Linked DNA regions of Mus musculus: regions 2 and 3 are each linked to region 1. Evidence: chromatin contacts called from public Hi-C and promoter capture Hi-C data. All regions are on one chromosome and are shown on one strand. Each heading gives the region's core, a stretch centred on a gene start, on an enhancer-like site or on the middle of the called end of the contact. The rest is flanking DNA. Distances are from core to core; before and after follow the strand shown.

What was found. Promoter capture Hi-C pulls out the DNA fragments that hold promoters and counts their contacts. Hi-C and Micro-C count contacts between places; a contact is called where the count stands out from the background.
Region 2: a Hi-C map of embryonic stem cells shows a contact between it and region 1, with 1.9 times the contacts expected there. The contact joins the enhancer-like site here to the promoter of Gtf2f2 in region 1. A contact is called at or near these places in 5 of 39 promoter capture datasets (the 3T3-L1 cell line, 3T3-L1-derived adipocytes, cranial neural crest and 2 more), 2 of 484 Hi-C or Micro-C datasets (embryonic stem cells and palatal mesenchyme) and 1 of 9 other capture datasets (adipose tissue).
Region 3: a contact with region 1 is called in a promoter capture Hi-C map of liver, with 2.2 times the contacts expected there. The contact joins the enhancer-like site here to the promoter of Gtf2f2 in region 1. A contact is called at or near these places in 2 of 39 promoter capture datasets (the 3T3-L1 cell line and liver), 1 of 484 Hi-C or Micro-C datasets (palatal mesenchyme) and 1 of 9 other capture datasets (adipose tissue).

What each region holds. Positions count from the first base shown.
Region 1 is chr14:76,009,336-76,012,673 of GRCm38.p6, forward strand. It overlaps Gtf2f2 (general transcription factor IIF, polypeptide 2), which reads right to left and starts at 1,530. Exons shown (of 8, transcript NM_026816.3): 1 at 1,345-1,530. The coding sequence starts at 1,410. It overlaps Gm36429 (a long non-coding RNA gene), which reads left to right and starts at 1,411. Exons shown (of 2, transcript XR_383601.2): 1 at 1,411-1,748; 2 at 2,575-2,777.
Region 2 is chr14:76,459,909-76,463,280 of GRCm38.p6, forward strand. All of the region lies in intron 1 of Tsc22d1 (TSC22 domain family, member 1), which reads left to right. Among named protein-coding and RNA genes, the nearest start is that of Tsc22d1, 46 kb to the left of the region's middle. Within about 2 kb of position 1,408, at least 7 of the 459 cell types and tissues checked have an H3K27ac peak or open chromatin away from gene starts, as enhancers often do. A contact at or near this core is called in embryonic stem cells, where this site is marked.
Region 3 is chr14:76,482,274-76,485,569 of GRCm38.p6, forward strand. All of the region lies in intron 1 of Tsc22d1 (TSC22 domain family, member 1), which reads left to right. Among named protein-coding and RNA genes, the nearest start is that of 4930444M15Rik, 37 kb to the right of the region's middle. Within about 2 kb of position 1,643, at least 10 of the 459 cell types and tissues checked have an H3K27ac peak or open chromatin away from gene starts, as enhancers often do. A contact at or near this core is called in liver, where this site is marked.

The DNA.
Region 1 (3,338 bases), core at 280-2,779:
TCACTACCTCCCAGAGAAGTCACATTATAAATCCACCAACAGAGTAACTAATCCCTTAATTAGATCATAGCCCTGTGACCTACTTTGCCTCCAGAAACAGCACCAGAAACACCCAGAGGTGTGTTTCATTAATCGCCCGCCGATGAAACTGACAGGACTAACTCCTACCCACTTTAGTTTGTGTCTCTTTGACATACAGCCTTTTCTTTTTCTTTTTGGTTTTTCGAGACAGGGTTTCTCTGTATAGCTCTGGCTGTCCTGGAACTCACTCACCTGCCTCTCCCTCCCGAGTGCTGGAATTAAAGGCGTGTGCCTTTTCAATTTCTTATATTCATCACATATTGGAAAAGTAATATGTGCCAAACACTAATCAAAGTGCAAAGAAAGTGACTTGGGGGTAGGGGCATCAACAATAGATACAGACAGGTACAAAGGAGCACTAGAAACTGTTCAGGGGTTTGAAGAACTTAACATAGTCTGCTGTGCTGGCAAACGACGAGAGCTGTTTCAGAGAAAAGGACAGGAAGAAACACTTTGTCTTGATGAGAACTCAGCCATGGACTTAAAACACTCATTACAAAGATAAACCATTTAAAAAACAAGTTTGGGAAACTTTCATGATCCCATTTAAATATGGTTTTTCAGAATGAGATTCCCCACAGAGCCTCCCACCCCATATAAAAAAAAGTGACCCGAATAGATGGCGACCACTGGGGCAAACGAGGTCTGCCGCATGACCACTTAAAACATTTACTGCTGGTTGGTTTCATGAATCCTAAACTCGCTCTTTAAAAACACGAAGTCAACAACTTCTCTTTGAATTCAGAACTTCTAGGTCTTTCGAAGGCTCCAATTGAATTACCAACCCAGGCAACACTAGCCGTGTAAAGCGACAGGAGTCTACATGGCGAGTTCCAGGCTAGCCAAGTCTACACAGAGAGATTGTTTCAAAACAACAGAGTACACAGGGACCAGCTCCACTTTGTGGTCCAGAAAACTGTACGGAATATCTATTCAAGTAATTTATACACGTTCATAACTAAAGTTAACCTTACCAAAAAGAAAACCGCAAGGACTTTTCCGACCTGGGGTAAATGTACTGCCCACTCGGGGACCACCGGGTCAGGACTCCAGGAAGGCCAGGTCTTGGCGGTAAAGAGAGTTAGTTCCATGGTGGGCGGATGAAATTGAGAGACGGCCTGAAAGACGCCCTGTGTCCCCTAAAGTAACTTCTCCAACCTGCAAACGGACGCAACAGCGACCCGCTTCTCAGAACAGCGGTGGCCCGAGCAAGACGGACCCAGAACTTTCGGAAGCGCCCCGCGGGGCTCGCGTCTCACTCACCTTGACCAGCCACACGCCGGTGTTCTGTTTGGCGCCCGTCAGATCGAGTTCCCCGCGCTCCGCCATGAGCTTGTCGCGTGAGGAGGCGTGCAGTGCGCGCACAAGCAGTGGTCCCGGCGCTGAAAGGCAGAGAGCGACAGTCCAGAGCCGGCCAAGGGAGTAAGTAGACCGCGAAAAGCCGGCGTCGCACACAGCCCGGGAACCAGGAACTTAGATGAGAAGAACACGCCGCCGAATGAAGAACTGCGCCTGCGCACGACTACGTCAGGACAGCGCGCCGAGAGGGACAAACTTCCTGCTCCGGCAATTTCCTAGATGGGCGTGACTCCCGGCAACGTGCAATCTTGGGATTCGAGTGCTGGGAAAGGAAGAGCCTAATCCTGAACCGTGCGTTTACAGCAAAGGTGACAAAGTGGAAAGATTAAGGTTTAGACAGACAAAAGCTGTGTGTATTTATACCCAACCCTAGATAAAGAAGCTAGGCATTTTAAGGACAGACTTGGGGGTAAAAAAAGTCACTTTCTTGGCCCAATTAACATTGGCACAAGTGGGCACTAGAGTACAAGTGAGTATGCTGGACACATGCCTTTTCGAGGCATAAAAATCAATTCACACCGTGCAAGCAGCATACACTCTTTCAGACGCCGAAACCTGAATGCCATCTAATTGAGTTGGTAAGACCCACCATGTAAGAAACAGATCTGATTATCCAACTGCCCTGCTTAAACAGTTTCCGGTTGCAGGATATTGGATCACATTATGAGCCCTGAGATTGTGAACTGGAAGAATCTGTTAATAACTGTGGCTCAGCCTTTGATCCTAGAACTTTCTGTTTACTGTAAACAAGTATAGGTAGCCTGGCTCACCCCTACCTAGCGCGCACATTAATCCAAGAGCTAAATAAAGTCAACCCTAGATCAGGCGGCAGAGCAAGTAGCCAGCTGACAAGAGAGTGAACATGAGCAAGAGAAAGGAGAGAGTTTGAGGTGAAGGGTATTTAAGAGTGCATGAAGGAGAAGGGGCTTTTCCTTCTGAGAAGTCGGTGGAGTGGGAAGGTCAGCTGAGTACTTTTTCTGCCTCTCAGAGTTAGCAGGCTTTCACCGCAGCTTCTAGCTCCTGAGTCTTCATTTGGTAATTTCCTCCCCCACTTGCCTTTGGAATGAAATTCTACCCTGTGCTTCAACTGAGTCCTTTGGGTTTGATCCTTCCTATACTCTCTGTTCCACACAGGATTCCACACCAAGCCCATCCACCTGCTTGAAGACTCCAGGACCTTCCTCTTACCATTTCAGAGCCTCTTTCAAACCAATTCCTGTGCCTTAGATGCCCTGCTTTCCCTGATCTTTACACTGGCCCTGTCCTTTGGCAAACTTCTACTTATAAACACAGACAAGTGGAAATGAAATAAAGACCACACAGAAAAGAGAGTCCCCCTAGATAAAGTTCTGTTTCCCCATATGATAGTGTGTGATGCTTAACGCTGTACCATGAGAGGCGTGTTTATCTTTGTTTTCTACACTACTGACTGAACTCCTAGACAAAAGTACTGTTTTTGCCCCAGATTTGCTGAAGCAGAATGGACAAATACAAAATAGTGTTTTATTCATTTTATATGCACAGCACCCAGCACAGTGTTTGACATACTGTGGGATGTCAGTAGGCTTTGGTTGAATGAACATTTGCTGAAGAGAAACAAGCAGTAAGGTATTGGAAGAATGGCAAGTAATTTATTGAATCACACACCAGAGCTATGCACAAAACTGCAGAGAGTCTATATCTGTGCAGCATAAGGGCTGGGAAAACTGTCAGGTCTCTGAGATCTGCTGGCAAAACTAATGTGATGGAAAAGACCAGGCACTCATTGGAAAGAAAAGTTGCATTCTCTTATAACAGCTTGGAAACAGGCCTAAAGTGTTAAAAGGTGAGCCTATGAGAAGTGCTTTAGTCTTGGTTCAAGTATATGTGAGAAGAACACAAAGGAGCCTGGCACACCC
Region 2 (3,372 bases), core at 158-2,657, 450 kb after region 1:
GTCTTGAACTTAAGAGTCTCCTGCCTTAACCCCTTTTGTGCTGGAATGACAGGTGTGTGCCACCACATTAGGTTTTCGGGGACTTCAAACTTTTTTTTTTCTTTAAACTTGTCACTGATACTCCATTTGTGCCATTGGGCTGGAAGAAAGGAGCTTGGGTTTCATGGATCAAGGATGGTGCTGCCTACGATTCCAGTTTTCAAAGTGTTTTTAGTAATGTTTAATGAGAAGGGAGTATTTTCTTAAAGTAACTATGGTTTTCATCATGTTCCTGAACTTGAGGTTTTTTGGAGCACAGGTTAATAGTGAAAACGATCCATAAATCAGACTTAATACATAGGCAGACAATCTTATCACGTGCTGTACACACACACACACACACACACACACACACACACACACACACAAACAAACACGTGTGTGCAAATCCTAAGTCAGAGAGGGTGTGATGGATCTGACAGCTGCCATGGTCAGTTGCTTTTTATAGCTTGATTGGCATGGGAGAGCTGAGAAATGAGGGGGTGGCCGGAAGAAGAGGGGCGTGGCACCCAACAGTGAAGACTTGGGGAGAGGCTCCAGCCCCTTTCTCCCTTCATCCTCCATGGTGCAGTGTGAGATGGAGTGTTTCGTTTTCTGCTTTGAGATGCTCCCGTTGATAGTAGTGTTGCTGAATCTAAGACATAAAAAGAGAAACGAGGAGCGGATCCTGGGCGAGCCTGGCTTTGAGGGAGGAAGCTGCCCGCTCCTCTGCCAAATTCTTTCCTATTGGATTTTGGACCGGGGCTTTTCTAAGGTGGCACACTGAGTTTTTCCACAAATAGAAGTCAAATAGTATTTCACTTGGGACGTTTGCTTCTTGTGACAAGGAAGAATATCGTTTATTTGATATAATGCAGCCACTGAGTGTACTTCGAAAGTAGCCTAGCTGTGTTTGCGATTGGATGCTCGTCTGGCTGCCGTGTAAATAGTGCCTGTCACCCTCCTGGTACATGCCTGTGTGAGCCTCAGGTCCTCAGGAACACTTTGGACATTAAGAGACCTTTTAAAGTCAGACAAGGAGAATGAAGAAAAACTGTAGCAGAGAGCTGGTAGTGTTGACCTATTCTAGTGCCCTCCAAGATTCTCAGGCGTAGTAATGATGTTCAGCATGAAACTGGCTTTGTTTGTAATTTAATTTTTTTTTAGCAGTATAAATATCAAAAATCTGCAGACCGAGTAAACATATCACTTCAGGGACATTGCATTCTAGCTAACATGTTTAAAAACCTGCTTTTAGGGTGTGAGCCCCCTCCCCACCCCCATTGTTTGAATCAGCCTCAGTTTCTGTTGCAGCCATTCACTTGAAAAGCTGTTGTAGAGCAAGCGCGTGAGAAGACATTTGCCTGCTGCGTGTTCTTGTGGATGCTTTCTGTACACGATGGCAACCATCAGACTACACGTCATCGTGCCTGTCCTGTTCTCCACTGCAGCCTTTCCAGACAGCAAACAGCTTCTTAGTTTTTGTTGTGCAGCCCAGGCTGGCCTCCTGTCTGTCCTGTTCTGGATCTCCTAGGATGTCACCACAGCTGGCTCGTCCTGTCCCTTGACAGTCCCTTTGTTCCTTAGTTACCCTTTCATATTTAGGCCTTTTCTACTACAAATGGAATTCTGTAAAGAGTGACTTTGCACCTGCCCTTTCCTAAGTGCATTTGCATTTGTGTGAGTTAAATGCCCAGTGGAGTCCCCCCCCCCCCCCTAGTTCCTTGTGTAGCCCTGGCTCTCCTGGAACTCACTCAGTTGACCTCACCTCACAGAAATCCACCTGCCTCTGCCTCCCGACTGCTGGGATTAAAGGCGTGCGCCACCACCACCACCCAGCCTGAGAGTTGTAGTTTACTTAGACACAATGCATGAGAATCTGTTTTCTTACTGCTGTGTTTTTGCACGACTGGACCTGAGCGATTCAGAATCGCTGCACAGAGCGATTCTGACTCACATGCTCTTTGCTAAAGTTCTCTTTATATGTGTATTTTATTTGTACGCTGCCAGGATTTTTTTGTTGGTGTTGGACTTTTATACATGATATGAAAAGTAGTAAATATTTCTCCCTGTTTGACAGTTGGCTGTTGTAAGTTTGTTTATGGTGGGTCCTGTGTTTAGCTCATGCAGAGGTTATGTCTTTTTTTTTTATATAGTAAAATTTTTCAAAGTTCTCCTCCATAATTGGAGCTCAGAGTCAAGACTTACTCAAGGATAAAAGAAAATTATCCTTTTTTTTTTTTTTTTTTGGCCCACTTGGGGGCCAAATTGTCTGTCAGTTTCTGTCTCTCTTTTCCTGTGTCTCTGTCTGACTCTGTGTCTGTTTACTTTTCTGGCTCCCAGTTGTTCTAACAGCCTTTAGTGAATAATTTATACTTTTCCTTCGATGGTCAGATCATGTTCAGAGTGCTAACCATGGAACTGCCCGTCAGGTCAACAGAATGCATTGTAGCCAGAATGTCCCTCAAGAGCCCGACTGTAAGAACCGTAGACCTAGTGAGTCACGCTCTTCCTTCATGAGTTACACTGGCTTTCCTACCACACTGCTGGGAGCTGCTTCTTGGTACCTGCAGGAGCCGTCTAGCAGCCTGATCTCTCACAAAGGCCTTTTCTAGCAAACTGCCAAGCAGAGGCTCGGGTAGAAGAGGTGGGACGGCTTTCCACGGGCTGCTTCATGGCCCTGGTTGACTCGTGGGGACTGGAATTGAGTCTCCGGTAATAGTTTCTGTCAGGCACTGTTTCTAGTGGTTTACACAAGTTCAGGATCAAAAGGAGAATGACTAAGGAAGCAAGCGTGGCTTATGAGATGGACAAGCGACAAGGCCTATGAGACAGCCTCTCTTCCAGTTAGTATGTTCCTAATGATTACCTCTAGGTTTTGACCCGTGAAGACCTCTTTCACGCATCACAACAGTTGCAGGTCTCTGTGTTCCATATAGCGACTAAAAGGTATATGGCAAACATTTTTAGCAGTGAGATTTTAGTTGACAGACACAAAATCATGTGAGTACATTTGAAAATAGGAATAAAAAGGCTTGTGGTTGAGGTTTGTGGTTGAGGTTTGCAGAGAGAGGCCTATCAAAGTGCCAGTCACACATTAGATCCCATCCAGTGAGCCAGGCTAGTGGGGGTAAACCCCGTGGGCTGAAGCCCACTTCACAGCAGAGAACACCAGGTCACTGTAAGGCTGACGGAGATAGAGGGATCCTGCTTGATCCATCACTTTTAAACCTAGCCTGGTCTGGAGACTGGGAAGGCCTTTCTGAGAAATTGATGCCTGTTTATTGAAAATGGCTCCTGAGGAGGGCTGCTAAGGGTTAGGACTGAGAGCAAGCAAACTAGCAGGCAGCTTCA
Region 3 (3,296 bases), core at 393-2,892, 470 kb after region 1:
GTCCTTGCCTATTCTCGTATCTAGAGCTGTGTTCCCTGTGGTTTTGTGTAACAGAGTCAGTTTCGAGTCATACGTTACAGTCATTTATCAGTTTTGAATTGATGTGTGTGTGTGTGTGTGTGTGTGTGTGTGTGTGTATGAGTATGAGGAATGGGGGCGGGGGGAGGGAAAGGGGCTGGAGTTAGGGATTGGTTTAATTCTTTTTCATGTGGATATCCTATTTCTTCCTATTTCTTCCAGAATCTTCTATTAAAAGCTCTGTGTTTCCCCACTAGATGCTTCTGACAGCTTTGCCAACACTGGTTGGTTGTAGCTGCTGTCCCCTAAATGAGTGGCATTGTAACTGTGTCTTCAGCAGTTCATCCCATCTGTCTGTCAGGCCAGCTACTTCAGGGGGGTGGGGAGCATGGGAAGGCGGGTGGGCCACTGTGGCACTGCTCTGGTCAGAAGCAATACCGTGTAGCGTGCTGTGATGGTGGAGAAGGAAGGCATTCTGTCAGTCCTCCGGTGGTGGTTTTGGCAAAAGCGTCACATTCAGGAATGGCAAATGGCATAAGCAGAGTAGATCTCTACTCCAGCAAGGACAAGGTGTTTTCCTTCCCGTGGAGGAAGCCATCCAGTGTGGTCCTTCACTGATTTGCCTTTGTTGATCTCTGTATTCCCTAGAAGGAAGCCACTGTGGTCATGGTAGCTGTGATCTTACTGTTTCCTGAAAATTGGTTTGCAAGTACTTATTGAAATTTTGTGTGTGCTATTGTTCATCTGGATTCTTGATGTGTGTCTGTGTGGTGTGTGTATGGTGTGTGTGTGTGTGTCTGTCTGTGGTGTGTGTGTGGGGGGGTTGCTTGAGCGCATAATCGAGCATCTATGTGTGTCCCCATCCTTATCTGGTTTTGATAGCACAATAGTAGTGGCTTCCTAGAAGCGGCTTTGGTAGAGTTCCCTGTAATGTAGTGAAGTCCTCAGGCCCCCTTCAGGTCAAGGGACTTTGCCCTAATGGAATTGTTTGCAGACCCTCAGTTAGCTCTCAGTTTATTAAAAGTGGTAAAAGCAGTGAGAGCCTCCAAGCCTGGACTGTCTTTCTGTTGCTCTTTCAGTATCATTGCTTGTTGCGGATCTGCTCAGCTTGCTGGTGCCCACTGACTTGAGTTTTTGGTCGGCGCTCTGTACTTCAGCATCTCCATTTCTTCCATAAATTTGTTTGTTTGTTTGTTATAATTTTCAAAACACTAGTGCTCATTTGCATTCCATTTGAATTTACTGGAATTTGATCTCAGCTATTCATTTAGGTCTTTCTTTCCCTTGGTTAGTCAGGATAAAAGGTTGTTAATTTTATGTTTCTCAAAGAACCAACGTGTTCGCATTTCTTCAGGCTTCTGGCTCCATCGTTCTTTCTTTCTGTCCACAGCTTTGGGGTTGGACTTCTTCTTGTTTTCTAAGACCTGGAAGTCCATCATTAATTTATTGACTTGGGACCTCTCCAGTTATTTTTTTAATTTTATTTATTTATTTATTTATTTATTTATGTGTGTCTGTCTATGTGCGCATGCCACAGAACACACAGAGGTCAAAGGGTAACTTGCTGCAGTGCCCTCTGCCTTCTCCTTAGACCATGCCAGCTCTAGGGGACAAATTCAGGTCACCTGCCTGGCCAGCAAGTACCTTCACCTGCCTGCCAGCTCCCTGCCTCCACCCCTCCCCACCCCACCCCACCCCTCCCTCCACCTGATTTTTTTTTTTTTTAATGTAAGTACTTAGAACTATGACCTTTCATCTTGGAGCTGCCTCAGCTACAAGCCAGAGCTAAGTCATGCTTTCATTTTCACTTGATTATTAGAACCTCAAAATCTTCCTTTTGATTTAATGACTGTTCTAGACAATATTGTTCAATCTCCAAGTATTTGTGTGGCTATTGTGGTTTCTCTTACTGCTAAATCCAAGTCTTGTTCCACTGTGATCTGATTCGAGACAAGGAACCATTTCAGGGGAGTGTGTGTGTGTGTGTGTGTGGTGTGTGTGTGTGGGTGTGTGTGTGTGTGTGTGTGTTGTGTGTCTGTGTGTGGTGTGTGTCTGTGTGTGTGGTGTGTGTCTGTGGGGGGGGTGTGTGTGTGGTGTGTGTGTGTGTGTGTGGTGTGTGTGTGGTGTGTGTGTGTGGTGTGTGTGTGTGGTGTGTGTGTGTGGTGTGTGTGGTGTGTGTGTGTGTGTGTGTGGTGTGTGTGTGTGTGTGTGGTATGTATGTGTGTGTGGTGTGTGGTGTGTGTGTGTGTGTGTGTGGTGTGTGTGTGTGTGGTGTGGTGTGGTGTGGTGTGTGTGTGTGTGTGTGGTGTGTGTGTGTGTGTGTGTGTGTGTAGTCTCATTGTGACCTAAAATGTGATGCATTTTGGAGAAAGCTCCGGAACTACTGAGAAGAAGGTCTTCTGCAGCCTTGGGCGCAGTGTTCTGGTAAATACATCAGTGCTGTAGATCAACCCAAGTTTCTTCATTGGCTTTTAGTCTGGACGACTTCTTGATGAGAATGGGTTGTTCCTGTCGGAATCTATCTGCCCTTTATTTCTGTCCACTGGTGAATCTGCCTTCGTTACTTTTCTGATTTTGTCTAGACGTTTCCTTTCTAAGGTATCCAGCCTTGATGTGTATCTGTGTGGTGTGTGTATGGTGTGTGTGTGCGTGCGCTGGATTGCTTGCTAATTTAGGCTTCCATTTGCTTAGTAAACTGACTTCGTGCTTTCAGTCTTTGTCTAGGAGACCCTTTCCCGTGAGACAGCAGCTAGTTGGATTTTGTCCTTTCAACTAAGTTTCATCTTTCAATTTACATTTAGGAATGTTATTAGAGATGTTTGTTAATTCCTTTAATTTTTTTATTTAAACAATTTTTATTAGATATTTTCTTCATTTACAATTCAAATGCTATCCCGAAAGTCCCCTATACCCTCCCCCCGCCCTGCTCCCCACCCCACCCACTCCCACTTTCTGGCCCTGGCATTCCCCTGAACTGGGGCATATGATCTTTGCAAGACCAAGAGCCTCTTCTCCCAATAATGGCCGATTAGGCCATCTTCTGCTACATATGCAACTAGAGACATGAGCTCTGGGGGTACTGGATAGTTCATATTGCTGTTCCTCCTACAGGGTTGCAGACCCCTTCAGCTCCTTGGGTGCTTTCTCTAGCTCCTCCATTGGGGGCTCTGTGTTCCATCCAATAGATGACTGTGAGCATCCACTTCTGTATTTGCCAGGCACTGGCATAGCCTGACACGAAACAGCTATATCAGGGTCATGTCAGCAAATTCTTGCTG